Regions from separate parts of the Mus musculus genome. Here regions 1, 2, 4, 5 and 6 are each linked to region 3. Evidence: chromatin contacts called from public Hi-C and promoter capture Hi-C data. All regions are on one chromosome and are shown on one strand. Each heading gives the region's core, a stretch centred on a gene start, on an enhancer-like site or on the middle of the called end of the contact. The rest is flanking DNA. Distances are from core to core; before and after follow the strand shown.

Region 1 (4,716 bases), core at 1,411-3,910, 580 kb after region 3:
GGAATACCTAGGATATTGCTGGGGTTAACTGTTCACCCACTGGGAGAAGAACCTCACTTCTGCCTTCCCGGGGTAGGTGCCAAGGCACTGTGGGCTCGGCAGTAATGAGACAGACAAGAAAAGTGAACGCATGTCCCTGCAGGAGGGGAGCTACCGCTACCAGGAGCCCCCAGCTGGCCAGGGGTGGGATTGGCTTGCCTCCTAGCCAGGTTCAAGGTTCCTAACACAGAGCATCCTTCCAGAGGTGCACCCCTATCCCGCCAGCTGCTCAGGAAGTGGGGAGAGGCTGGCAGAGACGATCTGCACTACCGCAGTAGTGCTCCTCCTCATCCAACGCTCGCGAGACAGATCAGTCCCCAGGAAGAGAGGGCACTGGTTTCAGTCTAGATATCCTCACAGACATCTGAGTCCTTTCCTACCTGAAGTGATGAGGTGATGCCCCAGAGGCCCAGAGTAACAGGCTTGTTCTCTGCTCTGGGATGGGGCCCCACCATCCACTAACCCTTCCTTCATCTGGTGCATGACAAACTGCCCTTTCCCCATAGAAGGGCTGGCTGTACAGTGGGAGGGAGGTCCTCTCCCTAAGGTCCTCCCCTGTCCCAGTCCCCCTTGTCTCTGAAGGGGGTCCATCATCCCACTTAATGTAAATTACACTCAAAGAAATGGTCCTTAGATCCCTCCCCCTTTCTCCCCTCTGTTTCTGTCCGTGACTTCATGTCCAGGACTTGGAATAGTGCCAGGACCACACTCAGGATGGGGCCCTAAGAGAAAATCAGCAACCAAGTAGCAAGAAGACAAAAGAGAGTGAACAAGAAAAAAAAAAAAAAAGGTATGAAAATAGGCTTAGCTGCTTTGGGGTTTTCCTTTGTGTTTATTTTTAGCAAGGATTGTGTGCCTAGCTCTGCAGTAAAACAGCTGATGCTACCAATCTTTGTTCCAGGGATCTGCCCGAGGCAACCTCACAGGTTTCTGCAGCCCAAAGGGAAGGTGATGGGTTGCCTGGCCCACCCAAGCTGAATCCAGAGCATTAGTCTCACAGGACCTTTTCCCTCTCGTGGTACCTTCTGGGTATGGAGGAAACGAGAAGCCAAGTGCTTTGGACAAGGCTGGAAGCTGAAGAGGCAGCCCTGCTTGCGGGCTTAAGCTTCCAGAATGGATCTCCTGCTGGCGTCTGCAGGGAGAGGCTGAAATGCCCAGGAGAGATCTCCACATCAGGCATCCGGAGGAGGCAGAAGAGAGGCCACCACTGTTGGGTCTCACACTCCATTTTGGATTTGCCTTTGAGGATCCCCACCCCCGACTTCCCCAAGGGGAAGGGCTAAGGGAAAACTATTTAGTTGGTGAACCCTACCTTAAGACGCCAGATTCTGGCACAGTCCCCTGTCAAGCTAGTGCAAGCCATCTGGGAGAACCACATGGGCCCTGAGCTTCCAAGAGACCCTGAAGGCTGGAAGGCGGACATTAGGAAATAAATACTTTACCTCTGTCCTTCCGTGTCTCAATACTGGTGACTTGTGGGCACTGCCCTCCACGCAGAGCTGGACAGAGTCCCTGCACAGAATAGGCCTGGTCATCCTGAGCAAGAAGATTAACAGAGCGGGGCAGTGGTGGTGCACACCTTTAATCCCAGCACGTTGGGAGGCAGAGGCAGGCGGATTTCTGAGTTCGAGGCCAGCCTGGTCTACAGGGTGAATTCCAGGACAGCCAGGGCTACACAGAGAAACCCTGTCTCGGGAAAGAAGAAGGAGGAGGAGGAGGAGGAGGAGGAGGAGGAGGAGGAGGAGGAGGAGGAGGAGGAGGAGGAGGAAGATGATTACCAGAGCACCCTGCAGAGGACTCTAGAATTCTGAGGAAGAGACGGTGTGACACAGGGACTTTAATTCATACTCTGGACAGTTAACACTTGAGGTGTCCAGGGATCACCACTTCAGGGATGACTAAATTACTGCTTATCTACATAAACACCCAAAAGAGTCATAAATTAAGGTTCTTTTGCAAAGTGATTTATGTACCATATGTGACCTGAGAGAAAGAGTGATCTGGCTGGCACTTCTGGCCCAAGGAACTTCTGAAAATCCAGCGAGCTGTGGTCTGGGGCTGGAGCTGCCGGTCGTGTGGTTCCGGGGCCGCTACTGCAGGAAAACAGCTGTGCTTCTTTCTAAGAGATCCTGTTGTACACACCAGGCCTTGCACTGAGTAACAAAACAACACTACGACCTCTAATGTCTGTGTCTGTGACTGGAGACAGTCTTGCAAGGTGGTGGCGAGGAGGCCACAAGCTTTCGAATATCAAATTTCTGCTGCAGCGCCTTGCGGCTGTGAAACCATAGCAAGGTCAGAACCAGGGTCCCAACCTCTCCAGGGCCCCGAGGCTCATGGTCTCCCACTGCAGGAGCATACCTGCTTCCGGGACCAGCTTTCTTTTGGGGGAACGGCGCGGCCTAGCGGCCTCTGGTAACCGATGCAAGGATCCCTCTCTTCCCTCTCCCTTCCCCCTCCCGAGTCCCAGCTCTTGGTTTGCGCCTTGGCCTCGGGATCTTCCGGGTCCCACCGCGCGCTGCTCGCGGGCAAGCCGCTGGGCTCTGGCGCCTTGAGCATCCGAGCAGGTCCTGCCCCCGCCGTAGGCGTGGGGACCTAGAGCTGCCCTCCGCTCCTTGTCCCGGGCCAGAGGCGGACACTAGGCGGTAGAAGCAGCTGCAGGGTCTGCCCTGCCCCCGCCCCGCGCGGAGAGCTGCTGCCAGGAACAGCAATATTAATAGGTACAAACTTCCTGGAAAGATTTTCGTCTTCGCGGTAAATGACCCCTCCTTGTCTGCCGGGGCAGGCGACGGGGAAGCCTGGGACCCACAGGAGCCAGGGACATTTGGGACCCATGGAGCTGTGGCTCACGAGAGCTGAGGTTCATTGGTTGGGGACCCACTCGGTGGGCAGGTCACAGACACCGTAGGGCAGGGCTGGGCTCGCCTTGGTAAATTAGGCGTTGGAGCCGCGACGCCCGATTGCCATTCCTCGGGAGCGCGCACGCCCTGGGCCACCCCGCCCGTATGCAGCGGCCGTAGCTCCTCCTCCGGATCGGGCTTCGGGGACCTTTGGTCACTTAGGAGCACCCAAACAACTCTGCAGCTGGTGCCCATAGGTGCGCGTCATTCCTTTCTCTAGAATTACCTGGCCCAGAAGCAGTTGTAGCCAAAGCCACCTCTCTCTTTCCCAGTCGCCAAGAGAGGACGGATCAGGAAGCGTCCCACCGGCCGCTTGGGCGCTGTGTGGTCAGTCCATGCCTGCATCTTGCGGATAGTCAGGTCCCAGTGCCTCCGCAGGAGGCTCACTCCCCGTACGGTGGCTGGAGTTCCCAAACCCTTTTTTTTTTTTACAACTCTGGACAGGGCGCCTGTTCTAGATTGGTTGGAGGTGTTTTCCCACCTGAAAGTCATCATTCATTGAAAATATTTATTGAAGCCGATGTGGTGGGAAGCTTGTAATTCCAGCACTCTGGAGGCAGAGGGAAGAGGATCTCCCATAGGTAAAGTTAGCCAGGTACTGAGCCCTTGACTTAAACAAACAAATTATCGCTACAAAGCAAACACAAAAATCCTCTTTCCCAAAACTTGAAAAAAAAAAAAAAAAGACAGAATTGAAACATACATGTGGGCAGATGGCCATGGAAGCTCACGGGAGGAGAGGCAGGAAGAGGATGGAGCAGGACAGAGCTGTGTAGACGTGTTTAGTGTTGGGACTGGGTGGTTGGGAAAGAGCAAGCCAGCCTCACAGGCTCACTCCCAAAGATGAAGACTGGCCCTGCTGGTTCCACCGGTGGTGTGGGAGTCAGAACGGCAGTTTGGGGCATGCTGGGTTTGATGCACACATTGGACATCCAAGGGTAGGGCGGAACAGATACTGGTCAGACAGGTCTCCATGCGAGATGCGAGACAGGGGAAAACACCTGAAGGAACCACCAGCCAGCCACCTCTGCTTATGGAGTGCGTGACGGTACAGTATGCGTAGGTGTAGCTAGCTTGAAACTCTCTGTAGATCAGGCTGGCCTCGATGGAAAGATCAGCCTGCCTCAGTCTCCTGAGTTGCTGTCATCCCAGTCGGAACTAAAAAATTTAAATTTAACTAATTTAAATTGAAAACAGGTTATTGACTCAGTTATTTGAAAATCTTTATTCTGTCTGAAACAACTAGGGTATAGACATCTGTTTTTTCAATGGCTTTCACATTGGGTGGTTTATAGTCGCCTCTAAGTCCAGCTCCCTGGAGTCAGAAACTCATTTTATTTTATTTTATTTTATTTTATTTTATTTTATTTTAGTGTATGGGTGTGTTGCTCATGTGTCTGTACACTACATGCATGCCTACTGCCCAGGGAAGCTAAAGAGGGCATAGAATCCTCTGGGTCAGCTACTCGAAAATCTTCAACAAGTCCTCCTCCTCCTCCTACTCCTCCTCCTCCTCCTCTCCTTCCTGTTTGTTTTTGTTTTATTTTGAGGCGAGGAGGTCTTTTTATGTATCCCTACCTGATCTGGAACTCTGTATACCAGGCTAGCCTCAAACTCACAGAGATCCTCCTGCCTCTGCCTCCTGAGTGCTGGGATTGCGCTTCCTAAGAAGCCGGGATGGTCGGTGATGTGTTTCCAAGGCCTGGCACAGGGACCACAGAAGGGCTCTGATTTATCCCTGATTCCTGAATATTTCAGGCGCTCAGATGCTCACAAG
Region 2 (4,411 bases), core at 715-3,214, 660 kb after region 3:
AGTTAGTATATATCATGTTCTTGGCCATGCCTTTCAACTCTGAAGTCTCATTCTCTCTCTCACTATTTAAATGAATTTATAGGTACCAATTCAAATTGGTTTCTGTATCCTCCGAGTAGAATGTCCTAAGTTAGTGGAAAATATGTTTCTTTAGATGCACACCAGGAATAATTAAGTTAGACTGTAATCCATCAAACAGCCAACTAATATTTATGTAACATCTATTTTGTGTATTTCACGGTGTAAGGAGCTCATTGTGAAGGTTTAACAGATTATAGATTGCTCAAGAGGTCTGTGTCCTTGAAAAGCTAATAATGGTTATTTTGTATTTTAAATGACAAATGCTTGCTGGTTGCTTGGGTCTTCTTCATAACAGAGATTTAAATATAACCGAGGGGTAAAGAGTGAATTCATTCAGACATTAGGTTTTTGGAGAGCAGTAGTAGATAGTTGTAATAAATGACGTGGACTTTTCTTGTTAGAAGGGAATCCTTCTGGGACTTTCCAGCTTACAAAGCATTATTCTGACAAAGAAATGTTACATAACCCTAAACTGACCATGATCTGGTTCCTTGCAGAAGAAGAAGCTGCCAGGCTCTTGAAATGGTCATTTGATTCCCAAAAGGTGAAAAAAATAAATTAGCAGTTAGGACCACATGCTAACGGACAGAATGGGAAAAGATGGAAGGTCACATGCTTCCCAGTTTGTCTGGAAGGTCACATGCTTCCCAGTTTGTCCTGCTTACGTATCGGATGAGACGCCTGTAGGCCTCTGGGTTACTACTACAACACTCATAAAATACTGCTTCTATGCACAACATGCTTTGTGTAATTATTCTTCATCTCCTGGAATCTTCATGGAGGCCCGCTTTCCCGCCTGTGTGCACCAACAGATCTATAACTCCACAGAACTGCAAGTCCTATTTTTGTTCATTTTCACAGTTAAAGGATTTCAAGATTTTGTGCTTTCTCCTCAGCGATTAGTTCCATCGGCCTGCATCTTAACAGCCGAGAATATGGCTCTGCGGGCCAGGGCATCTGTGTTCAGGAGACTGAGTTATCCTCCCGATAATCCTCCCAGCTTCATGCTAGCAGCTTTTAAATTGTTTAGTATTTCAGAGACAACATCATCTCAGCATATTAAATATTAAGGGCCTCCCTCAGCACCCGAACCTTAAAGTTGTTCTCTGTAAAATCTGCGCGAGTGTTCCCAGGGCACAGAAAGAACGTTACAGCGGGGGTTTTTGGAAGCAGTATGGCTATAAACGTCACTCCCGCCCCTGCCGTTCACAAGGGCCCATTTGCTGTGAAATATTTTGAAAACACAGCTGAAGCGGGGACAGCGCAGAGCGCAAACATGCAAAAATAGGAACGAGCCGAACGTGATGGAAGGAACGTGAAGGGGGGTTCAGGAAATGAACATAAACCTCTAGGGAACTACGCAGGCCGGGGCTGCGGTTTGGGGACCACTGGGGGCCGTTCTCTAGGACTGGGAGGCCTCGCGGGTAGAGGAAGCCGTTTTTCTCCCCGCAGCACCGGGAAGCAGTGGCTGCCTGGGACACAGCCCTCCCAATCCCAAAAATAGCTGCACAAACCGGAGTGGCGCGCTGGCCTGCGGCGCTGGGCGGAGCCACGGGCAGCTTATCACCCCCAGCCAAAGCGCTGTAGCCCAAGCGCAGCAACCGCGCCCAGAGCTCGCCCTTTATAGCCAGTCCCTTGAGCCCCGCCCTAGCAACCGCCCCTAGCAACGCCTAGCTCCAGCGCTCCGCGGTCTTATCGGCCTCAGGCAGGCCTTTCCTGTCCCCCTCCCCCACGCCAGCTCGCGTGACGCCGGGCCACGTGACCGCCTTCCGGAAAGGCGGGGGTGAGTGGTGGAAACCCGGGAGGCGGGGCGCTGGAAGACGAGGCCTTCCGTCATCGAGATGCGACCGGATGGCTGTGTCGCCTAGTGCCTGTCGCAGTCCAGAGGTTCCGTCACCAGACGAAATGGCGGAGGCTGCGGTGGTGGCGTGGGTTCGCGGCCCCGGTACCGTGTGGAAGGCGCTGCCGTGTGCCTCGGTTGGGTGCTCCGTGCGCGATGTGATCTACCGACACTGCCAGGAACAGGTGAGGATGGCGGTTCCCGGGAAATGGGGGAAAGAGATCACCAAGCCAGGCTGGGTTCGTCGTTGGGTGTTTCTGACTAATATGGGGACATTCCTCTGCTAGTCTATGGCAGTCGTTGTTTTGTCCCCACGTCGTAAGAGAATCTCCGTCCATTTACTGCGCTTTGTCCAACCTCGACTACAAACTCTCGTTCTGTTTCTTTTATCCCCCCAAATGATACCTTTAAGGTTCTCTTCTTACATTCACATTATAGATAGGAATATGCTTTCTTACCGACCCTCAGGACACCCATCCAGGCCAAAGAACGGTTAGAGAAGGATATGGAGTCATCCTGACAGAGCCAATCACTCACAGATATTCTTGGGCCTCTTTAGACTCTGCCATGTGGATATAAAACCCTGGTTAAGTGCTTCTAAAGTTTTAAGCTTTAATTCCCAAAGAAGCAGGCTTATACTGACTAGGAAATCTCAAACCTCTTCAATCATCTAAAGAGTTTACTGGGTTCCCTGAGTCTAATTTTAATCTGGGCGTTTGGTATAGAACAGTTTTTCTGTATGACTGCGCCTTCGTTGTAGTCTGTTTTCTCTGCTTGTTATGTAGAAACATAACAAATGTTAAAATACCAAATCTGTTCCTAAAGAGACTTGGATGAGTTCCAAGAAGAATATGTGATTTTCTAATTTCTTTGTCCTTTAAAAAACAAGGACAAGAAAGTCTTTCCTTGTAGCCCAGGATGTTCTGAACATACTGGAGGGCTGGGATTATTGGTGTGTCCCACCACATCTAGCCTTTGTTTTCTTCTCTATTCTGCGGTCTAGTAAGAAAAACAGAACCTTTTTTTAGCCATTCGAATTCAGATACTTTCCAAAACAGGTGACTTTTCAATGTATTTGAAGAATAATTTTCAAGTTTTATTTTTAAACTTAAAATTGATCCATAAACAATAGAATCTTAACAATGAGGAGTGTTGGAAATACACTTTTTTGAAAGGACACAGAAATAAGGCTGGGCCTGGTGGTGTATGCCTCTAATCTCAGCACTTGAGAGGTTTGGGGGTTCTTAGCCACGTCTCTATAGTGGTTTTGGGGCAGCCTGGACTATGTGAAACCCTGCTTGAAAGCAAAACAGCCTCCTATCACCTCGTCCTTAGATTTAACAGAGGCACTGTACATGGACTATGGGAGTCCAGACATCCAGAAAAAACCCCCAATAGAATTGAGTTTGGAGAACAGGTAAGCAGAAGCAGTTATCAGAGAGCATTTGAGTCTGTCTGTTACTTAACAACAGTAAATGTGAGTGCAAGCAGCTTACTAAGGACAGTTTGATGAAATAGGAAAAATCAAGATAGTTCAAGTTCAAGCTATACTTTTTAAAGCAAAACGGTTCTGATCCATGAAGAAGTTTTATCTCTCGCTGAGAGAGGAAGACCTCTGCCCTGTTGATCATTAGCCTTAACAGACATCAGTAAAGGTGACTACAAGTTAATAGGAGACTCCCAAGGACATACTGCAGTAGTAAAATGCTGTAAGGACCTTGACAATCTACTCCTTTCTTATTTGCTGGGGGAAAAGTTGGTTTTAAAAACTGGAGATGAGAAGAATTCGGCTGCTGAAGGTGTCAGTAAGACAGCAACTTTCTGCTGCCCTTTGTCATGAAGGCCCAGGTGTGTGTACAACTTCCAATTAGGGGTTCCTGAGTAGAATATTCTGCATCCAAAATGTGTATTTCCAAGGGAAGAGGAGCCTGGTGTGTTCAACGGTTCAAGCCTGACGTTGGTCATTTAAGTTTCTCTTAACCTCTTTTCTTGTAGCGATGCTTGGTTTTCTTGTTAGGAACTGGAGACATTTGCCATGGTTTCTCTGTTTGCAGCTCCTCACGGCAGAGGGTCAGTACATTTGACCTTAGTGGACTGCACGTTGTCTCTGGTGCTTAGGCTGGTAGGCTGATCCTGCAAAGGTGTGGGTGAATACAGTGTATTGGAACATTTATAATCTACACATTTGGGAAATGTATAATCTACACATTTGATAAAATAGGAAATTCTTCCAAATTCTTTTTTCTACTAGAAACTTAATAGACAGGATTTTTTTTTAAAGATTTATTTATTCTATGTGAGTACACTGTTGCTCTCTTCAGACACAGCAGAGAGGGCATCAGATCTCATTACAAGTGGTTGTAAGCCACCATGTGGTTGCTGGGAATTGAACTCAGGACCTCTGGAAGAGCAGTCAGTGCTCTTAACCATGGAGCCATCTCTCCAGCCCAATAGACAGGAATCTTAACTAGAAAAGCAAGGGGTTGGGTG
Region 3 (5,008 bases), core at 284-2,783:
GCCCAGGGTTTCAGCCGCCAAGTCTCCCTCAGAATGTTTCACCCCTACCACCCAGTGCACTCAGGGTTTCACCTTTAAAGCCCCCACCGAATGCCTTCCACCATTTGTTTACAGCAGTGACTGTAACACTGTCTTAAACTTCCCAACTACTTGTGGGCAAGTTGCACAGAGGTCCTGGCAGCATGGGGTGACCCTGTCTAGAGTCCTGCCTGCATAGTTCTCAACCAAATTTGCTCTTGGGGGTATTTTGCAATGTCAGGGGACATTTTCAGTTGTCACAATTGGTGGGATTGGGTGGCCGTGGGGGTGTCACTATTTGTCTAGTAGTACAAGCCAGGGATTCAGCTACACACCCTGCATAAGATAAGCAGGCACAGTAAACAAGATTAGGTCCAACATGTTAATAGTCTGGAGTTGGGAAGTTCTGTCTCAGGTGGTTCATTAGCTCAGAGAATGCACAGATTGCCTGCCTCGCTTTTGCTTTGTGTCACCTGGTCCACAAGTGGTCACAATTCAGCTGTCTTCATTATTCACAAGGCTAAATATAGCATCCAAAGCTACCCTCGGAGTCGTACAGACACTGCTCTTGTAAGCCAACAAACCCCTCTAGCCTCTTCTCAGAAGTGCCTTCCTCACTCCAAATGTTTCCCAACAACCTCCCTGCCAGCATGGCCGCCAGCCACAGCACAACTGGATGTCTGTCATGATCACTAGTCCAAATCCTCCGGCAAGAAGGTTGGCCTGACACACCCCAGCTCCAGAGTCCCGTTCCACAGACACCAAGTCCAAGTGAGCCTAAATCAATTTTCTACAGTGCTGCAAGCCCAACCCAGATTGGATGTCTGCACACAGCCTCTGCCCCTTCAGGCTGCCTAGCCAATGAAGGGTCCCAGAACCCAGACCCGCCCCTACAGCGTTCTCCCTCTGTCCCCTCACACTCTGAAGGTGGCTTGGTTGAGTTATGTGACAGCTTCTGTGCAAGAGAGTGCAGGAGCTGTCAAAACTGGTAGTGTGGCCATCAGTGTCTGGGAAAAACAAGAGGACGGACCAAAAAGAAACGAAGAAAAAGGAACAAGGAAGGGACTTCTTCCCAGACTTCACCCCAGCCGTGAAACCCAACAGCTGGCTCGGGCTTAGAAGTTGTAGTTCTGACACAAACTGCAGCCAGAGCACACAGTTCGAGGGTCTGAGAGTTCAGAACATTATTGGGAGAAAGGCAGCCACGTGCGTGGACGACGCAGAGGCCACAAGCAACCCTCTGCTCGCTGAGCCAGACCCGGGTCGGGAAAGGGCTGCACCGTACGCAGGCCGCACTGTCACTTGAAAGTATAAGAAGGGACCCCGGGGTGCTGAGGTTAGCAGCGGGCCGGCAGGCGACAGCCTTACCGGGCTGCAGGAAGGTAGCTCCTCCGTCCGCAACGCAACGCCTCCGCGCGCTCGCCCCGCTGCGAGCGCTCCGCACACTCTCCGCTTCTGTTTACCTTCTAGCCCGGGTGCGCACGCCGCGCTCCGCTTGCCCCGCCTCCGAGCCCTCCCATTGGCTGAGCCGCTGTTTGTTAGCTGCCCCGATGCCACAGGACGCAGTGGGAGCGTGCTTACCGCGTGCGCAGCTCACAGCCAATAGGGACTGAGGGTGGAATAAAAGCAACCAATGAGAGGCCGCCCTTGAAGGCCGCGGTCCCTAATCTGCCTGTTAGCTGTCTTTTCTCCCGGGCAGGGAAAAAAGCCTGCAGTTGTTCTGCGCCTGCGTTCTGAAGATTGACAAGCGTTCACCTGGCAGCCACGTGAGGGTCGCCTGGGTACCGACGCTAGCTCAGCTTCCTAGGGGTCGGGCCGGGAAGACCTCAGAAGTTTTGATGGGACCACAGAGGAACCCCCCAGGCCCCCGCCCCAGGACCTAGACTAGGCCCGGGTTGGTTTTTTGGTTTGGTTTGGTTTGGTTTGGTTTTTTGCCATGTGATGAGGCTTCTGCCTGGGTTCCTCCAAAAGCACTTGGCCTAGGGAAGTGTTATGGCGCTGACACCAAAGTTCTATACCCTTCAGCTCTGTATTTAGACTAATTGTGCTTGCTTATTATGAGCGCCAATAAAAAAACAATCCTTTTCCAAGGTGAAAAACAGCCCTGAGGAGTGCACTCAACACACACAACATTGACCCACAACATCCCTAAGGGACTGCTGACCCAGAAAAGATAGGGTTGCGACAGGTCCATGCCACCTTTGTACCAAATGGGAGAAAATACCTAGCCTTGGGGCCTTTCCAAGATGCTTCCGTGCCAGCTCAGCCCTTTCGCCCAGCAATGCTAGGCCAGCTTCCCTCTAACGAACCTAAGACAATCGCTCGCTTCTCCCATGGTTTATTTTCCGTTTTTCGACAGATTGATATGATTTGGACCATGTTTCAAACAAAACAAAACAAAAACTCTGAAAGTATTCTCTATGCTTACTGTCTCCACTTCTTTTTCCATCCTTCTCCACAAAATCAATCTAATAAGGCTTCGATAGTTCGGATCTTGAATATTTTTTCCTCAAAGACCACTTTGGTCCCAAAGGGAAGTAGGCATAGGGAGGCTGTCAAACATTTAGGAAGTATGGCCTGATGAAAGAAAGTCACATCACTGAGGTTGTGACTTTATAGGGAATATTAGGACCTGGGAGCCTTCTCTGCTCCCATGAGAAGCCAACAGCTACCATGAGGTGAGCAGCTCTGCCCACTACACCATCCTACCATGACTTGCTGCTTCATGAGAGACCCCAAAGTCACAGCCCAATGGACCAAGGCCTAAATAAATCTTTCCTATTTCTAAGTTGGTTATCTTGAGTATTTTGCTGCATTATAGAAAGCTAAGGCTTTTCTGTTTAAAATACAGGCTTTAAGCATGCAGATTGCTAGTCTGATCAAAACTGAGATGGGCTCTGCCATTATTTCTTGAGTCTCTCTGCCCAGGCTTATTTCTCCAAGACTCCCACTGTCTGTACTCCTATCCTTGGTGTTAGTCCCTGGGGTTGACGCTCTATTCATTTTCCTTCTTTTCCAAGCTGGGATAATGTCCATGGACTTATTTCCAGGGGTGGTCTTTCCCCAGCCTGCTCGGCTCCACAGGTAAACTAGTCACTTCACTCACCGTGGGTTTCAACCCCAACACATCTTATTATTCTTATTGTTTCCTTGTGTCTCTATTTTGGGGCACATCATTCTCCTACTTTTGTCTTGGTTTATTTTTTAGACATGCTTCCGATCAGTTCTTTGAATGTTTTTGAAATAGATGATCTAAGGGTTTTGCCTAGATAGTTAGCCCAGGATCTTTTTTTATTTCCTCTGTGTTTATTACTGTAGCTCTGTGTGTCTTGTACTGCTGTTAAAATCTGGCTATCTTAACACAACATGGCATCTTTGGAAATCAGATTCTCCCCAGGAGCCCTTATAATTGTTGTTTAGTAACTTTTCAAAACTAATATGGGAAGTCTGTGGGGTGTGTGTGTGTGTGTGTGTGTGTGTGTGTGTATTATGTGTGTGACTATTAACACATCTACTTGGCTTACTGATCAGGTAAGAGGATGGACACAGATTTTCCTAAATGCCTGGAACCAGCAAGTTACCTGCCTCATACCACTGGTTGCTTGTTGGGGCCTGCCTTCAACACTCAGCCAAAAGGTTGACAACTCTACCTTAACCTAAACTTCCTGCTTGCACAATCTCTGGGGCACTCAGAGGTGAAGGCTAAGGGCCTCCGCCAGTTCTTCCTGACCGTAGCATGGCCCAAGCACAAGCATATGTGGACATGTCAGTCACTTCAAGATTTTGATTAGTCTGTGTTTACCCAAACTACGGAAGACAGCTGAGCTACACAGTTAAAGATGGTTAAGGCTTAAGTAAAAATGAGGACTCTTTAAGGGGGCCCTCCTTTTACCCCCAGGTCGTCAAAGGATGGCAGTTTTGTAAGGAGAAGGCTTCATATTCCCAGCTTCGTTTTGCTCCCTGAGGTGGTAGCCTGGATGCCCCAGGGATGCAGGTTGTTGTTTTCAAGACCTCCATGCAGCTGGTGTGAGTAAGGGGCTAAGAATAGAGCAAGCTGAAAACTCTAGTTTGCTACAAACATTCTGTGAGTTGCCAAAGTTTGAAGAAGAAGAAGGAGGAGAAGGAGGAGAAGGAGAAGAAGGAGAAGAAGAAGAGGAGGAGGAGGAGGAGGAGGAGGAGGAGGAGGAGGAGGAGGAGGAGGAGAAGAAGAAGAAGAAGAAGAAGAAGAAGAAGAAGAAGAAGAAGAAGAAGAAGAAGAAGAAGAAGAAGAAGAAGAAGAAGAAGAAAAGATTCAGTTTTCGCCAGCTTCTCTGTTATCTCTGTGGAGGACAGACATTCCATGCCTTCGCCATTTTCCACCTCCTTAGTAGAGTTCTTTGGCTTAACCCTTGAATATCATCCACCTTGACACTCATCCCCTGCCCTTTGGCTGTCAAACTATTGAAACGATAAACCTCAAGAAGCTGAAATTTCCCCCAGGAGTCTATGCTGGGTGAGGGAAAAGGATGAAGCCTGTTGCCAGCCAGAGGGAGAGTTTGTCTCCTGGAAGACACACAGTTCTGACAGTGCAGTTCCACTGTCTTAGTTCCATGCAGAAGAGGCTGGAACTAAGACAGTGAAGAACAGGACCACACTTGACAGGAGAGCTTAGTTCTGCACAGCTAGGCATTCTATTCAAACCTAAACCTCATGTCAGGAACCTGAAGACTGACTGGGGGTGGGACTGGACCATACCCTTGAGACCACACTGAATACATCTTTTCTGCTTTGCACTAGATGTTTAATTAGCCTGTTGACTAAGACTAGCTTGTTAAGGTTGCCCAGCCCAGGCTCTGACCCCAACAACTCAACACTTCTAAGAACCAGTCATATCTTCCACTGCTGAGACCCGAAACCTTGTCATCCTTGACACCTGCTTCCACCCCACCTCGCATCAAACCCAGCCTGTCTTCGAGCTGACTGCTGAGTCAACCAGTTCTTACCTCAGCAT
Region 4 (4,813 bases), core at 699-3,198, 530 kb after region 3:
CAGTAAATGGCTGTGAACTTAGGGCACATCTTAAAACCTGCATAACACCAGCTAATATCATTAACCACCAGCATTAGGCCCATAGCCAGTAGATTGCTTCATTTTAAGGTAAGCCAGAAACCTGATGATATGACATTAAAATTCCAGATTTTAACAGGCTACCAAACAGTTCAGATTTAAAGTAGATACCAATTGTTCTAGTCAACTCCAGGGACACACTCTACCCTGTGAGCTCCCCTTAGGGTAAGGGCTCTTGTATATTTTAATGTTGCACATAATGGTGGTCACATTTTATTAAAAACTACCAGCCAGCAAAGCCTTTCTGATTTTTTGTTTTGTTTTGTTTTGTTTTGTTTTGTTTTGTTTTGTTTTGTTTCAAGACAGGTTCCTCTGTGCAGCCCTGCTGTTCTGGAACTCATTTTATAGATCAGGCTGGCTTTGAACTCAAAGATCTGCCTGCCTCTGCCTCCCAAGCACTGGGATTACAGGTGTGCAATCCTCCCCAACTCCTTTACATTTTGCTTTACACACTACTGTACTTTGGGAATGGAATGCCCCCCAAAGGCCATGTATTGAAGTCTTGGGTCCCATGTTGACACTATACAGAGGTGACAGAAACTTCAAGATGGGTTAGTAGGCTCTCTGGTGATGTCACAGCCTCTTGAAACACATATTAACACATAGTTTCATGACTCCAGTGTTTTCAACAAACCAAGAGGAAACAGAAGCTAGGGAACCCGCTCACAGGTGCTGAGGCAGAAGGTACCTTCCAGCAGCCTGGCCATACTATTGTGCTCTGGCACGGACTCACCTCCTGGACCATGATGCCGAGGGGTAGGACACGACTACTGTCCTTTGTATTTTCCATAGTATATGATATACAAGGTAGTCCTTAAATCATGTTGAGCTGAACTGATACTGTATGTAATTGAAGTGTGCTTTCATCCATTCATTCAGCTCAATGAAAGAGCCCTAAGCTGGAGTGCTTGCCCAGTGTATGCATGAAAATCTTACAATTTTTCACTTTTAATGAATTGGAAGACTCTGCTACGGAACCAAAAATCCCAGAATACAGCACTCGAGAACAGAGGGAGGTGGGTTTCTATGAGTTTGAGGCTAGTCTGGTCTGACCTTCATAGTGACAGGACAGCCAGGGCTATGTAGCTTACAACCATGTCTCAAAAAAAACAAAAGCAAACAGAAAGGAGAGTGCTATGTACTCTGGCTGTTTCTCCTTAACTACCTCCTACTTTCTTATACCCGACACTGCAGAGATTCTGTCTTCTGGTCCTACACTTTCGTGGCATGGATAGCTGAATTGGCCTCATGCTGTCCTTATTGCTAGTCCTGATGGCTTGCACATGTAGTCAAAGCCCTCGGGAGATTAAGGCAGGAGGACCAAGGGCAACCTGAGCTAACGAGTGAGTTCAAAGTCAGCCTGAGCTACATAGCAAAAAATAAAATAGTCAACCGTTCCCTCCCTTAGGAGAACGAACATAAATTAAGGGAGAGGACAAACACTGCAGGGGACGAAAGCCTGATTTCTACTTTAAAATGAAGACGGCAGTTGCTCTGACCGTCTGGCAGTTGCAAGAGACTCCGTAACTGGCCTGCAACTTCCCAACAGCGACTCTGCACAGATGTCTCTGCAGTTGTCCCCTGCAGGGTCGGACGCGACCAGCAGCCACCCCCAACACCGCTGCTTGGGGTTCACCTCACACACCCCCGACCAACGCGGACCGCCACGAACCCCACGGGACGTCCCGGCTCCCTGGGACGGCCACGGCGGTGGGGTGAGCCTCTCTCCGAGAGGGGCGTGAGGTCCCCAGCAAGCCGAGGGCACGGGAGGGCGTGGCCCACACGCTCGGGGGCGGGGCACCCGGCGCTTTCAAACCCCAGCCGCCTTGGCGGCGGAAGTTCCGGTGTCGGCGAGCGGAGGTGAGAGGTCAGCAGGAAGTCGATACGTGGCCGCCGCCTGTCCCCGCCGAGGAGGCGCTGCGAGCGGAGATGGCGGCGCAGCTGAACGTAGAGCAGCTCGAGGTGTCGCTCGACGGTCTCACGCTGAGCCCGGACTCGGAGGAGAGGCCCGGCGCGGAGGGGGCCCCGCCGCAGACGCCGCCGTCCTCGGCCCCGGGGAATGGACTGGGCTCCGGCGCCTCGGGGCAGCAGCGGGAGCCCGGGGAGGCGGCGGCTGAGGGCGCGGCCGAGGAGGCGCGGCGGATGGAGCAGCACTGGGGCTTTGGCCTGGAGGAGCTTTACGGCCTGGCGCTGCGCTTCTACAAAAGTGAGCGGGTCACTCGCCCCTGCGGGACTGCGGGCCGGCCATGCCTGCCCCACCCACCCGAGCTAGGCCGGGGTGACCGGAGCGCCGGTCCGTCCTTGGTGGCACCGAGAGTTTGTCACTGCCGGTCCGGCCCCTGGTCACACCCCTGAGAGACCTAGAACCCTGGTTTAGCAGCCCGTGTCGCCTAGTTGCTGGGGCGTTCCACCTGGTTTAAGTTTTCTGGTTTCCACGAGCTAGAGTGGACAGGAGCGCGCGCTCCCCGGGGCTCCTATTCTGGGATGGATTTCGCCTTTTTGTTATGTATCGGTTTTTCACGGCTCACGACAACATCGAAGCGATTTTTAAAGAGAGAAAAAAAAACTATCTTAGTGGAAGAAAATTGTATTGGGTCCCACACATCCCTTTTCTAGCCTTGTAAACCGTGAGCGTGTGTGGGACATGATCATTAGGCGATAGGGATGTGGCGAAGGATGAAGTAAAATACTAAGTTCATTTATTCCCTTTTGCCTGAGTGAGTAAGTGATGGCCACTGTGTTCTAGTAACTTCTAAGTGGCTAGGAAATTCTACCATGGAAGTGAATGATGAAGACTAAAGCGCGAAGTTCTCGTTCTCTCTCTCTCTCTCTCTCTCTCTCTCTCTCTCTCTACTGTTTCTTAAAACAAAATTGTGATGTGCGGTGATTTCCTGCCTTTTTTCTTCTCTAGTTAATACTGGAGGTAACAGTCACAAGATTTGGTCAGTGGGAAAGAGCTTGACTCATAGTCTGATTCTTAAAGGCTATTTAGGTTCTTGCGTGGGAAAACAAAGCAAGATAAGGGCAAATGAAACTTTAAAGGGGTTGCTAGGTTCCACCTGCATTCTAGAACCCCATATTTATGACAAGCTTCCCAGAGTTAGGGCTTTCGGATTGCCTAGTTCACCAGCTAAAGTTGAGTTGTTCACTGTAGTGACCCGTGTGAAGGTAGTTTTATTTTTAAATCAACTTTCATTGTGCAAACTAGGTGAGATTCTATGAAACTTTCCAGAACAATAAATGGTTACTCTAAATTCATAGTATTTTAAAGTTTACCCTTGAGCTGTTCTTTGCCATGGCTGGAGGAGTTCAGCCTTTCCTGTGTGGTAATGAGTTTAGGATCACTTTAACTCTTGAGTCGCCGATTTGATTTTAGAGTTTGTCGTAAATAAATGCGAATCCACTGGTTTCTGTACAGTTCACATAGCAGTGCTTGCCCTTAAAAGTTAATTTTTGGAACTTGCATTTTAATAACATAAGCTGCAAGAAACAGGGACAAACCAACTTTAACTCTCTCTCTCTTTTTTATTTTTTAAGAATTTTTAATTTTTGTGAGTGAGTGAGTGTGTATGTATCAGTGTCAATGTGGGTCCCCCAGGAGACCAGAAGTGTTGGATCTCCTGGGGCTGGAGTCACAGGAAGTTCTGAACTGCCTGACTTGGGTATTGAGAATTGAACTAGGGTCCTTGGGAAGAGCATTGTGCATTCTTTACCAATGAGATATGGCTCCAGAGCCAGAAAGAACCAACTTCTATTCTAATCTTTGATTTTGCTGCATGGGAAACAAAGGGAGTGGAGAGGTATTTCATCTGAGCCCATCTATTTTGAAAATAGCAGTATCTTCGTAAAGAGAAGAAAACACTGAGATGGTGTCTCACACTTAATCCCAGAACTAGGCAGGCAGAGGCAGGTGGATCTCTGTGAATTCGAGGCCAGCCAGGCCAGCACAATTCTGGGACAGCCAAAGCTACATAGCAAGAGCCTGTCTTAAAACAACAGTTAACAAAAACCTAAACAAACTGATTAACTAACTTAAAAAATTGTGTAACGGGCAGCAAATTTAGCATTGTGGGTCAGGAGCCTCATTCTAAATTATTGTTGCTATATAAATTCCTAGAAATTTAACTGCGAGAATCAAGCTCTACATAGAGAAGCTGGATTATGTAACACTGGACTCACATTTAAAATTTAATTATTTAAACAGATTATTTTAAATTGCCTTCTGAGTGGCAAGAGTCTTTGGAGAACCCATATTGATTAGTCACCTTACAGAAGGAAGTGCATCAATGGGGATAGTTTGCTCAGTTCCTAAATGCTCAAAGCTGTTCAGGCACTTTTCTGTGTGGATTATTACTTGGCAATAACAGTGAGAGGCTGCTGTAAGTATATCAGGCACTAATTCAAAGAGAGAAAAGCATATAAAAGCAGAATTAATAGAACCCGGGGTGGATCCAACAAGGCTGCTTTGTTTTTTCTGGTGTGTATGTGTGCGTTTTCTGTGTAGAAGTCACAGGACAACCTTGGGCGTGGTTCTCCTTGAGAAGGGATCTCCTTTGCTGCTTTGTACACCAGTCTAGCCATGTGCCATGAGTGGAGATTTTCTTGTCCTAGCCTCTCTTTATGTAAGAGGGCTGAGTTTAGAGATATCCACTATTTTATGTGTCTTGATTATTTTTTTAAAGGAGGTCTGAACTTATTAGGTCCTCATGCTTTTTTTTTTTTTTAAGATTTATTT
Region 5 (5,026 bases), core at 72-2,571, 620 kb after region 3:
CAAATGAACGAAGCCACAAACACAGAAAGGTCGAGTCAAATTACAGCCAAAAAAAAAAAAAAGAAAAAGAAAAAAAAGAAAGAAAAAGGTTTCAGCGCCCCCCCCCCGCTCGGTTTGCTGCCCCCCTCTCGCGCCTGGCAGTTGGGTTGCTGTAAATATCTAAAAACATTCTTGAGGTTTGTTTCTTTATAGTTATGTTGACAAAAAGGCGTCTCGAAATGCAAGAACAACAGCCATCGCCAGTGAGCATTCCACAAAGCCCGTCCCCCTCCCGGGCTTCGCTATGGAAGCCGACTGCCCCGCACCCAGGCTTAATTAGCGCTCGACACCGGCCGCCCGGCCCACCCAGCACCACATAAACTTTTGGTTCTGCCTCCCCTGGGTCCCTAGGTTCGGGGTACCGGACCTGCCCGTCTCGGTCCCCGCACCCCGCGCTGGCAACGAGCGACTCGGCTCCCGAAGACTAGCACAAAATGGAAACAATTGGAAACGTATCCGATTCCCTTCCAGAGAGACAAACAGCAAATCGTTCGAAAATACCCCATCCCCTGCCACGTGCCGCTCTCCAAAAATGCAAAAGTTCTTTTTTTTTGTTTTCTGCATTTCATAAGCATCGTTTCTTTTTCTCCAAAAAAGGCAAAAAAATGTTCTTAAAATTTTTTCCTTCCATTTTAAAATGGGGAAGAGAGAAACGGGGGGAAAAAAAATATGGTCGGTGACCAGAGAAGAGAGACAAGATGGTGAAGCTCAGGCACAACTGTGGAGAGGCAGCAAAAAGCGAGTTAGCCCGGGGTGGAAAGCGGCGGCGATTTTACCCCCTTTGCGCCCGAAAAACTGGGGCCTGGGACCCGGAGGCGGCAGTTAAGAGGCTCGCGCGGGACATGGTGAAGGTCTGGGGTCCCGGGAAGGGGCAGCGGGAGGGATTTCACCGAAGAAAGAGGAGCCCGCGGCGCCGGAGGGAGACAGGCTCGACGCCGCGGCGGTGCCACTGCTGGGCTGAGACGGAGAGACCGGGGAGCCGCCGCCGCCACCGCCCGCGGAAGGCAAACTCGCTCCCCATCTCCATTTCTGCGCCAAAAAGTTTGCGGGTCGAGCCCGGGGGGACTGTGGGTGCCTCCGTGGGCCCCTACGAGGCCGACGGCGAGCGGAGCCCGGCTCCGGGAAGGCGGGCAAACGGAGAAACTTACCCCCCTTCTCCTTCGGCTGGAGCTCGGCAAGCGAGAGGCGGCGCTGGCGTTGGAGAGCGGCAGCGGCGCGGCGAAGGCTGCGAACACAATTGAAAGATGGCTGACACCGAGGCTTTCCCCTACACACGCCGCCCCGCCCCGCGCCGCGCTCCAGCCAATCACACACAATGGAGGGAAGGCTCGGCCCCGCCCAGGGCCCCCGCGCGCCCCGCCCCTCCCCTCCCCCCGCGCGCTCGTTCGCTGGCGCGCGCTCGCTCCTCCCCCGCGCGCCGCCCGCCCATTCCTCCCGCCGCCTCTCGCGGTGTGTACAAACACAAAAGACACGCCGAGGGGCCCGCCGAGGGGCCGTCTGCCCTAGTCCGTCCCCGGCCCACACTCCCTCCCCGTCGGACGCAGGCGTTAAGTGAGCCCCCGAAGCCCAGCTTTGGGGTGCACAGCGGGGGGTGTGGGGGCGGGGAGGGCGGCGCGGGCTGCGGACCAGCGCCCGGCCTGCGGGGGGAGGGGCATCGCCCCCGCGCGCGCCCCCGAGGTTCCCGGCCCGTGTGGGGGCGGGGAGAAGGCCGGGACCGTACGGTCGCCGCGCCCCAGTTGAAAACGCGCCCAAGCGGGAAGCTAGCTGGCAAAGTGGAAGCCCCAGTCCCGCGCCCACTTTCGGACCGCGCGGCGCGCCAGGGGCGGGGGACCCGCGGGCCTCTTCCCGCCTTCGCTCCCCGCCGAGCGCGGGCCGGTCCGGAGGCTCGGGCCAAGTCGCCTGAGGACAAGTCGGTCGCAGACTCTAGCCCCGGGAGAGGAGGGGCAGCCTGCGGGGCAGTGCGGAGACTGTCAGCGCGTCGCAGGTGGTGGCACCGGGGCCGAGGGACAGGGCTCGCCCTCTTCCTAGGCCGCGGTTCTTGGTGCAAGATGGCTGTTATTTTGTAAGCCTCTGAGACAATGTGCAACACAGCTGTAGCAGTCTAAGGCAGAGTAGGCCTTTCCACCCCTTCGCTGTTTGGAGGAGCGCTGCAGAAATCTCGTGACATAAGAGTCTAATGTCAGACACAGGAGGCTGAAACGGCAGGTAGAAGGAAAAGCTGTTTCCCGCTTTCCTTCTGCCCAGTAGCTTGGGCAACAGACTGCATAGCTCAAGTTCTCATTAAGTGACCCACAAACATCTGAACCGTCCCCAGGTGGTATTGACCAGGCTACACAACTCTGGGTGAAGGCTTTCGGTAGAAGAGTCACAAAGGTCCCGTAGGGTACTGATGAAGGACAGTAGCATACATGTAATCTGAAGACCTCTCAAAGCAGTCTTATCATGAACATTATCCTGAAACAGATATGTGGAAATCAGATATGAGAGAAGAAATGGATTTGGCCAAGGTCACTGAACTGAGGAACAGACCCTAGAGGGAAAAAAAACAACAACCCAGGCCTCCTGTTTCATTATTATTTAATGAGTGTTAAGTGTTGATGAACACATGCAATCTGCGATACTACCCTAAATGCACATATGCAAAAAACCCTCCACAGAGCTGCCAGTGAAAAATTCCTATAATTTGAGCCAAGAAGCATTTTTTCCCCTCTTGCTTGTTTGTGTTTTGTTTTCAGGAAACTAAAATATTTGTTGCTGGATTTATCCAAGAAGGCTGTTACATATCAATTGAATCAGTCATATCTTCAAGAAATGTTAGCTTGTCATAGATAGTACTATCTATGTATGCTAGGTTTCCTCATACATTCTTCCTGGCTTTAAGCAGATGTTTCTAAGGGATGGAAGGACCTTGTCTGGTGAACTACTTCGTGTGGATTGTGGGTTCTGTGAACCGACTGAAGTTGCCCATCTCTGACATGGAAATAGTAGTTACTTGTGTGATGGTAGTCCGCAAGCTCTTTCTGGAAATATGACTGGTTATCCTCTTAGTAATCAGGAAGTTTCCAGATTTGCCATATATATATATATGCCATATATATATATATATGGCATGCCAATTCTGCTCCGAACAATTTTTGGAAGACTGGGAGTGCTTCAGTGAACAGCACCGGTACCGGTCCAGCCCTGATTGAGTCCTTCTCTAGAAGCATCGCCTTGCACAGGGAAGCTGCACTTGGCCAGGGGACAGGATGCTTTGGAGCCCCGAGGATGGCAAACGACTGTAGCTAATAGAAACAGGCTTTATTTCCAATTCATGGCGCCGCTAGGAGAGCTGCTCCTGGGGGGGAGAAAAAGCCTTTTTCTTTTCAAGGATTCTTAAGGGGCACCAGAGGTTAGTCTTTTGTTGTCTTAGAGTCTCCCCGTGTAGCTCTTGGTTTAGCCTGGAACTGACATGTAGACATGTAGACCAGCGGGCTGGCCCCCACCTCCCAGGGATCTGCCTGCTTTCTAAGTGCTGGGATTAAAGGCACATGCCAACAGCCCCAGAGGACAGACTCCACTCCTGGAGCTCAGCCACCCCTCAACATTTGGAGTTTATCGTAATGGAAAGAGGGGAGCAAGAGCTTAAAATCAGGTTAAAATCTTTGCCTAGAATAAGATAATTATGGCCGCTAATTAGGATTTGCTTATAAGTGAAAGGATAGGATAAATTGGCAAAGCTAGATGTGATGGTGCATGCCTATAATCCTAGCAGTTCAGAATCAGACCCGGGAGGACCTTTGGGAGTAGGAGGTTAGCCTGCTCTCCGGACGGTGTCCCAAACCTGTTAAGTCTACATGGGAAGACCATATCAAAAAGTCAAAAACAATGCCAGCCACTTCATTCTTCTTGCTCACTAAGCACAAAAAACTGCTGCCTGTTGGAGATGTTTCTGAGCACTTACCACCCTTTTCTTTGAGGTGTTGATTTAAATCTGTTGTTTGTTTATGGTCTGTTTCCTGCCAGTAAGAATATAAACTCTAGGAATACTGTTGCCTGTTTCTTCTACTGAAGCATTGTCCCGCTGCATACATACTAACACATTGGGTTGGAGTCCTTTTTCTTTCATTTCTTTCTTTGTTTTTGAGACAAGGTTTCTCTGTGTAGCCCTGGTTGTCCTGGAACTCACTCTGTAGACCAGGCTGGCCTCAAACTCAGAAATCTGCCTGCCTCTGCCTCCGAGTGCTGGGATTAAAGTCGTGTGACACCACACCCAGCAGAGTCCTTTTTCTATTAGCTGTAATCATTGGGAAATCTCACCCACTCCATGGAAGTTGTCATACACTAAAATATATGAAATAGCACAATTAACTCCCATGTACCCATTATATTGACCCAGACCAATTTTGTGTTCCTTCTTTTGACAGGGTCTCACTATGAAGCTCACACTGGCTTTGGACTCATGATCCTCTGCCTCACTCTGGCATAGGCCATGACAACCCAGCTCTGGTAAGCCTTTTGAATCTCATAACCTATAGATTCTCCCTGTGTTCATGCTTTGTTGAAAAGCATGTCATTCGTCTTGTGGTCTCAGATCCTCACTTTTCTCCAAAACTCTTCTCTTCTTGCCCAGAAAATAGTGTTATCTGTTAAGGTGCTCCATGCAACCTGTGAGAACCACCTCTTAGACAGTCCTCTGGCCATCCATGACAGGGCCTCATGCTGGCCAGGTAGCTCCTCTGACCCGCCTGTCTCCACTTCTCAGGTGCTGGGAAATGTGAGCCAACACACTTGGGTTTTTGTTTTTGTTTTTTCAAGACAGGATTTCTCTGTGCAAGTCTGAGCTCCACCTGCCACTGCCTCCCAGGTGCTGTGGTTGAAGGCCTGTGCCATCATGGCCCTGGCCTCACTTGGCTTTGTATGGTGCCAGGGATCAAACCCAGCACTTCGTTCTAAGAAAGCACTCCCTTTCTTTATTAGCAATACAATCTTGGGATGGGGGTAGGAC
Region 6 (5,006 bases), core at 2,446-4,945, 530 kb before region 3:
CAGAGAGAGCTGACTCAAAATGACAAGTCTTTTAAAACTTCAAAGCCCACCTCCAGTGACATACTTCCTCCAACAAGGCCACATTTCCTAATCTTCTCCCAATAGCCACCAACTAGGGACCAAATATTCAAATATGTGAGCCCATGGGACCATTCTCCTGAAAAATCACCACATTCCACGCCCTGACCCCCACAGGCTCATGGCCACATCCTACTACAAAAGCATTTAGTCCAACTTCAAAAGGCCCCTTGTCTTTCACAGCCTCACAGTCTTGACTTTGTTCTAAAGCCCAAGGCCAAGTCTCTTCTAAGACTCAAAGCAATTTCTTTCTTTTAAGCTTTCTTTGTTTTGTTTTGTTTTGTTTTGTGTCGTTGTGTTTGGCAGGGTCTCTCACTGAACTGCAGCGCCCTGATTCAGCCAGAGTGGCTGGCCCCAGTCATCCTCCTGCCTCTACTTCTCCAGAGCAGTACGAACCTGGCTTTTACGTGGGTGTTGGGACTTAGACACAGCAAGCCTTTTCCTGATGGGGACATCTCCCCAGGCCCCACATGCCTGCAGTTTTCATCTGGACCAGCTGGCTGGTGCCAACCATGTTACCAGCCTTGTCTTCCTTTATCTTTACTCCCTGTTACAATCGGACACTAACCAGCCCGGTGTCTGTTTCTCTTTTCCTGGGGCCGCACACATTTCTCCCCTAGTCTGGTGAGCACACCGTGTAGCTCTTTGTGCACACCTGGTCCTGTATTATTGATTTTCATGCTCATTGGGCAGAGAGCCTCTGCTCAGTATCACTGACTTTACTTAAAAAGTGATTATTTTTTTGTTCATTGTGCTTTTTTTAAAAAAAATACTTAAAATAGTTGCGTCAATTACTCTCTCAATTCTTCTATATCTAAACCCTGCTAATCTAGGCCAGTACTGGCTTCTTCTTGGAACTCTCTTTTTCAGTGAATTAAAACAAGTACCATATAACACAGGGGACCTCAGCATTGTTTGGCACCACCGACACTATATCCTGGGACGAGTGTCTTCTCTTGCTTATTCTGCCTAGAGTTAGATCAGTTCCTCTCCTCATTTACCACATACACATCGATTAAGCCATCAGTCCCAAATTAGGGATAGCAATGAAGTTGTCATAGCCATGGATTCATTGATCCTGTTTCAGAGCCTAACACACAGGAGGCTCCCTGAGAATGCTTGCTGGATGGCATTAAATGGCTTTCTAGATGGATACAAATAACACAATTACAAAATTAAATTCAGGAGGAGTTTTATATCTCCAGCATGAGCTAGAAAGATTTTTCTGATGGAGACATCTCCCCAGACACTACGTGCCTGCAGTTTTCATTTGGACCAGCGTGGTGCCAACCATGTTACCAGCTTTGTCTTCCTTTATTTTTACTTTCTGTTACAGTCAGACAATAACCAGCTTTGATGGCTCAGCCATTAAAGGCTAGGCTCACAATCAAAAATATATCTATAGCACACTATAGCTTTGATGTTGAATGTCCACTACAGGCCCACGTAGTAGGCATGTGTAGAACTTTCAGAATCTTTTTTTTTCTTTATTCCCAGGACAGGGTTTCTTGTACAGCCCTGGCTGTCCTGGAACTCACTCTAAACCAGGCTGGCCTCAAGCTCACAGAGATCTGCTTGCCTCTGGTTCCCGAGTGCTGGGATTATAACCATGTGTCACAAAACAGTCTGGCCTCAGCCTTGGTGTGTGAAGTATCTCTTTTGCGGGTTGGAGTCTTTGTGTTAGGTCTGGACCCTGAGGTTCTGGGAAACTGCAGTTTAGAGGTAGTGGAAGCTTTGGTGGGGGCTAATATGAAGTCCTTAAATCACTGGGGAGATGCCTACAGGGGAGAATGTAGGAGCCATCAGCCCCTTCTACTTTTGTTTCATGGCCATGAAAAGAGTAGTTTGTGGGGGCTGGAGAGATGGCTCAGTGGTTAAGGGCTACTGGTTGTTCTTCCAAAGGACCCAGGTTCAATTCCCAGCACCCACATGGCAGCTCACAACTGTCTGTAACTCCAGCACCTGATCCTCTCACACCAATGCACATAAGAGTAATTTTCTCTGCCTTGAAGTCCAGTCACCGGCATCCAGAAAGACTACCAGAGGCCCAGAGACCCAAAGCAACAGGCACATCTGACTAAAGACTGAAAATACACAAACTGCAAACCTAAGCAAACTTCTTCTTCTTTGCAAGTTAATTTATCAGATATTTTCTTTTTGTTTGGTTTTGTGTGTGTGTGTTTTGCCTGTGTGTACTTCTGTGCATCATGTAAGTACCCGGTACCAGAGGAAGCCAGAAGAGAGTACCAGATCCCCTGGAACTGGAGTTACAGAAGGCTGTAAGTTGCCTTGTGGGTGCTAGGAATCGAACCTGAGTTCTCTGGAAGAGCATCTAGTGTGCTTAACTGTGGAGCCATCTCTTCATTCCCCAAGAATTTCTTGATCGTGAGAGAAAACCAACTAGAGCATTAAAAACAAAACAAAACAAAACAACAACAACAAAAAACAGCAGGGGAAGCTGGTCCAGTGCTCAGGAGGCAGAGGCTGGTGGATCTGAGCTGGAGGCTGGCCTAGTCTACCAAGAGAGTCCCAGGACAGCCACCAGAGTTAACAAAGAGAAACACTGTCTCAAAAAAACAAAAGAAAAGGAGTGGGGTGGGAAGTGGGGTGGAAGGCTTGTAATTCAAAGACTCAGGAGACTGACACTGGAGGACCCAGATTCTGAGGCCACAGAGAAGCTGTCTGGAAACAAAAGCAACAACAAAACTTTAAGCAAGCTTAAGACAAAGGAAAACAAACAAACAAACAACGCTCAACAATAATCAGCAATTTGGGCAGCCCTGAAAACCAGAGCTGGGTCTAAGAAATCCAGAACGGAATTCAAGTCAAGTGATATTTACAGAAAAAAAAAAAAAAAATCACTAAGGCAAATGAGAGGCTTCATGGGATAGTGGTCATCTAAATACCCTGGCCTAGCTGCTGTACCCACCCCCATGGACATTCTGCTTTCTACAATAAGTCTCAACGAACACGATTAGGTTTGGTCTGTAGCAGCTCCGAGAATAGCTCAGTAGGCACAAGTGCTTACTGCTGATCCTGACATTTGATCCCTAGACTAGTTGTCCCCTGGCTCCTGTGGCACGGGCGTGTGCACAGACAAGACATACAGACGCATAAACAAACTTAAAAATAATTTAAAAAATTTTTTTAAAGGAAGCCTAGCCCAAAGCAATGGTCTCTGACACCATCAGAAAGGCTGGATGACAGACAGTCAGTCCAATGCTCTCAGCTCGGGTCACCAGCGTTCCTTATTGCTAATAAGCTTCTCCTCCGCCACCGACTTCCAAGCTCCAGTTCTCGGCGTGGGCGACCCCCCGGCCGTCTCTTTTCGCAATCCCCCCAGAGAAGCGGGAAGAACCGGCCCGCCCTGGTTCTGCTTCAGGGGAACCAAGAGGACGCGATGATTCGGGTGGCCAGATTGATGCGGGTAGCCGGGCGGCGGGCAGCAATGGGCCGTCGGCCGCTCCTGTCAGCCACCGAAGCGGACGTGCAGCCCGAGCCGGATGTGGCGGCGCGGCACCGGCCGGTGGCCCGGGATGCGGCGCAGCAGCTTGGTCGCGAGGAGGCGTGGGCGTGGCTGTGGGCGTGGCCCGCGCGTGGGCCGAAGGGAGCCGGGCGCTGTAGCCGCGCCGACGGCGGCCAGGACAGCGGCGGTTGCTGCGCCCGGTACTGGGGTCCCGGCCTGAGGCGCAGGCGCGGTGGACTCAGCCCGCCCCGGGCTGCAGCTCGCTGTGGACTCGTCATGGCGACGGAGCAGAGGCCTTTCCACCTGGTGGTGTTCGGCGCCTCTGGCTTCACCGGCCAGTTCGTGACGGAGGAGGTGGCCCGGGAGCAGATAGCCTCGGAGCAGAGCTCCCGCCTGCCCTGGGCCGTGGCGGGTCGCTCCAAGGAGAAGCTGCAGCAAGTGCTGGAGAAGGCTGCCCAGAAACTGGGTAACACGGCGGGGTCGCCGGGGTGGGCAGGGCCGGGCCGGGCTGGGCGCAGGTCGCCGAGGGGCGTCTCCCTAGCGTGCGCCTGCATCGAGCCCTGCGGGAGGACCGGACGCCTCGCCTGGCCGAGCCGGGCCGGGCCTTGTTCCGCTCCTAAATTAAAGGAAAAAAAGAAGAAAAGGCTTTTCTCTCCCTCCCAATTTGGGGATCTCCACTGTCGAGAGAGAGTTCAGAACTTCAGTGGCTCCTCTGTCCATCTCTGTTGTTCTGATGGGTTTGAAGGGTTCTTGTACTTGTGGGAAAGGGAAATAAGACACGGATTTCTTGGAGGTCCATTGTAGTTTGTCTCTTGGGGACAATTAAGAAAGCTGAGTTGTACTAGCAATATTATAGTGCACCTATTTTTGTGGCTTGGTGATACGGATTTAGCTCAGCACTTCTGAACGTGGTAAGCATATACACCGTGCTTCTGAGTTACCCCGCTAGCTGCTTGCTTTTTTGTGTGTGTGTGTTTTTCTGGTTTTCAGTTTGTGTTTTTGCTTGTCGAAATCCGCCTGCAGTTCTCACTTTAATTGCTTGAGGCAGTGTGGGCTGACCTGGACATACTGATGCCCTTGCCTCTTCGCACCCCCACCCTCCACTCCAGTCGTCTTATTCTTAATAAAAATGTGGGAATTTTTTTTTTCTTTTTAAGTTTTGGATGTTTACTTATTCTTTCAGCTTCTAGTCAACATGTTGATTGAGTAGTATTTTCCATGCTAGGCCTTGTCCTAAGTGTTGTGATGCACACATGGGAGTGAGGAGGGACACGTGGGTGCTCTTGCGTGTACACACACACACACACACACACACCCAACCTTTTTGCTTTGGGGAAGCACCCGACTTAGAACCCCATAGCCTTGGAGTTTGGCAACTAAATCTCCACCCAGGACAAGTCATACTTGTTCTTCATTCTTTCTATTCAGTTTTATGGTTCCACACTGAGCCTTGTCAGGGCAA

The links. Promoter capture Hi-C pulls out the DNA fragments that hold promoters and counts their contacts. Hi-C and Micro-C count contacts between places; a contact is called where the count stands out from the background. Capture Hi-C pulls out chosen DNA fragments and counts their contacts.
Region 1: a contact with region 3 is called in a promoter capture Hi-C map of pre-B cells, with 5 times the contacts expected there. The contact joins the promoter of 2900024J01Rik here to the promoter of Coq8a in region 3. A contact is called at or near these places in 11 of 39 promoter capture datasets (the 3T3-L1 cell line, 3T3-L1-derived adipocytes, the HPC-7 cell line and 6 more), 1 of 484 Hi-C or Micro-C datasets (the G1E-ER4 cell line), 4 of 115 datasets of contacts at active chromatin or transcription factors (bone marrow-derived macrophages, forebrain, memory CD8 T cells and 1 more) and 3 of 9 other capture datasets (adipose tissue, embryonic stem cells and liver).
Region 2: a Hi-C map of B cells shows a contact between it and region 3, with 11 read pairs. The contact joins the promoter of Sde2 here to the promoter of Coq8a in region 3. A contact is called at or near these places in 4 of 39 promoter capture datasets (hippocampal neurons, liver and pre-B cells), 1 of 484 Hi-C or Micro-C datasets (B cells) and 1 of 115 datasets of contacts at active chromatin or transcription factors (memory CD8 T cells).
Region 4: a contact with region 3 is called in a promoter capture Hi-C map of liver, with 4 times the contacts expected there. The contact joins the promoter of Acbd3 here to the promoter of Coq8a in region 3. A contact is called at or near these places in 2 of 39 promoter capture datasets (liver and pre-B cells).
Region 5: a contact with region 3 is called in a promoter capture Hi-C map of pancreatic islet. The contact joins the promoter of H3f3a here to the promoter of Coq8a in region 3. A contact is called at or near these places in 2 of 39 promoter capture datasets (the HPC-7 cell line and hippocampal neurons), 2 of 484 Hi-C or Micro-C datasets (B cells and cortical neurons), 1 of 115 datasets of contacts at active chromatin or transcription factors (memory CD8 T cells) and 2 of 9 other capture datasets (liver and pancreatic islet).
Region 6: a promoter capture Hi-C map of stem cell-derived epiblast-like cells shows a contact between it and region 3, with 3 times the contacts expected there. The contact joins the promoter of Sccpdh here to the promoter of Coq8a in region 3. A contact is called at or near these places in 20 of 39 promoter capture datasets (the 3T3-L1 cell line, 3T3-L1-derived adipocytes, the HPC-7 cell line and 12 more) and 1 of 115 datasets of contacts at active chromatin or transcription factors (microglia).

Annotation. Positions count from the first base shown.
Region 1 is chr1:180,775,301-180,780,016 of GRCm38.p6, forward strand. 2900024J01Rik (a long non-coding RNA gene) reads left to right here and starts at 2,661. Exons shown (of 3, transcript XR_373751.4): 1 at 2,661-2,759.
Region 2 is chr1:180,849,187-180,853,597 of GRCm38.p6, forward strand. Sde2 (SDE2 telomere maintenance homolog (S. pombe)) reads left to right here and starts at 1,965. Exons shown (of 7, transcript NM_145943.1): 1 at 1,965-2,106. The coding sequence starts at 1,987.
Region 3 is chr1:180,194,487-180,199,494 of GRCm38.p6, forward strand. Coq8a (coenzyme Q8A) reads right to left here and starts at 1,534. Exons shown (of 15, transcript NM_023341.3): 1 at 1,387-1,534.
Region 4 is chr1:180,724,095-180,728,907 of GRCm38.p6, forward strand. It overlaps Acbd3 (acyl-Coenzyme A binding domain containing 3), which reads left to right and starts at 1,949. Exons shown (of 8, transcript NM_133225.3): 1 at 1,949-2,284. The coding sequence starts at 2,008.
Region 5 is chr1:180,812,284-180,817,309 of GRCm38.p6, forward strand. H3f3a (H3.3 histone A) reads right to left here and starts at 1,322. Exons shown (of 4, transcript NM_008210.5): 1 at 1,188-1,322.
Region 6 is chr1:179,664,536-179,669,541 of GRCm38.p6, forward strand. Sccpdh (saccharopine dehydrogenase (putative)) reads left to right here and starts at 3,696. Exons shown (of 12, transcript NM_178653.3): 1 at 3,696-4,010. The coding sequence starts at 3,821.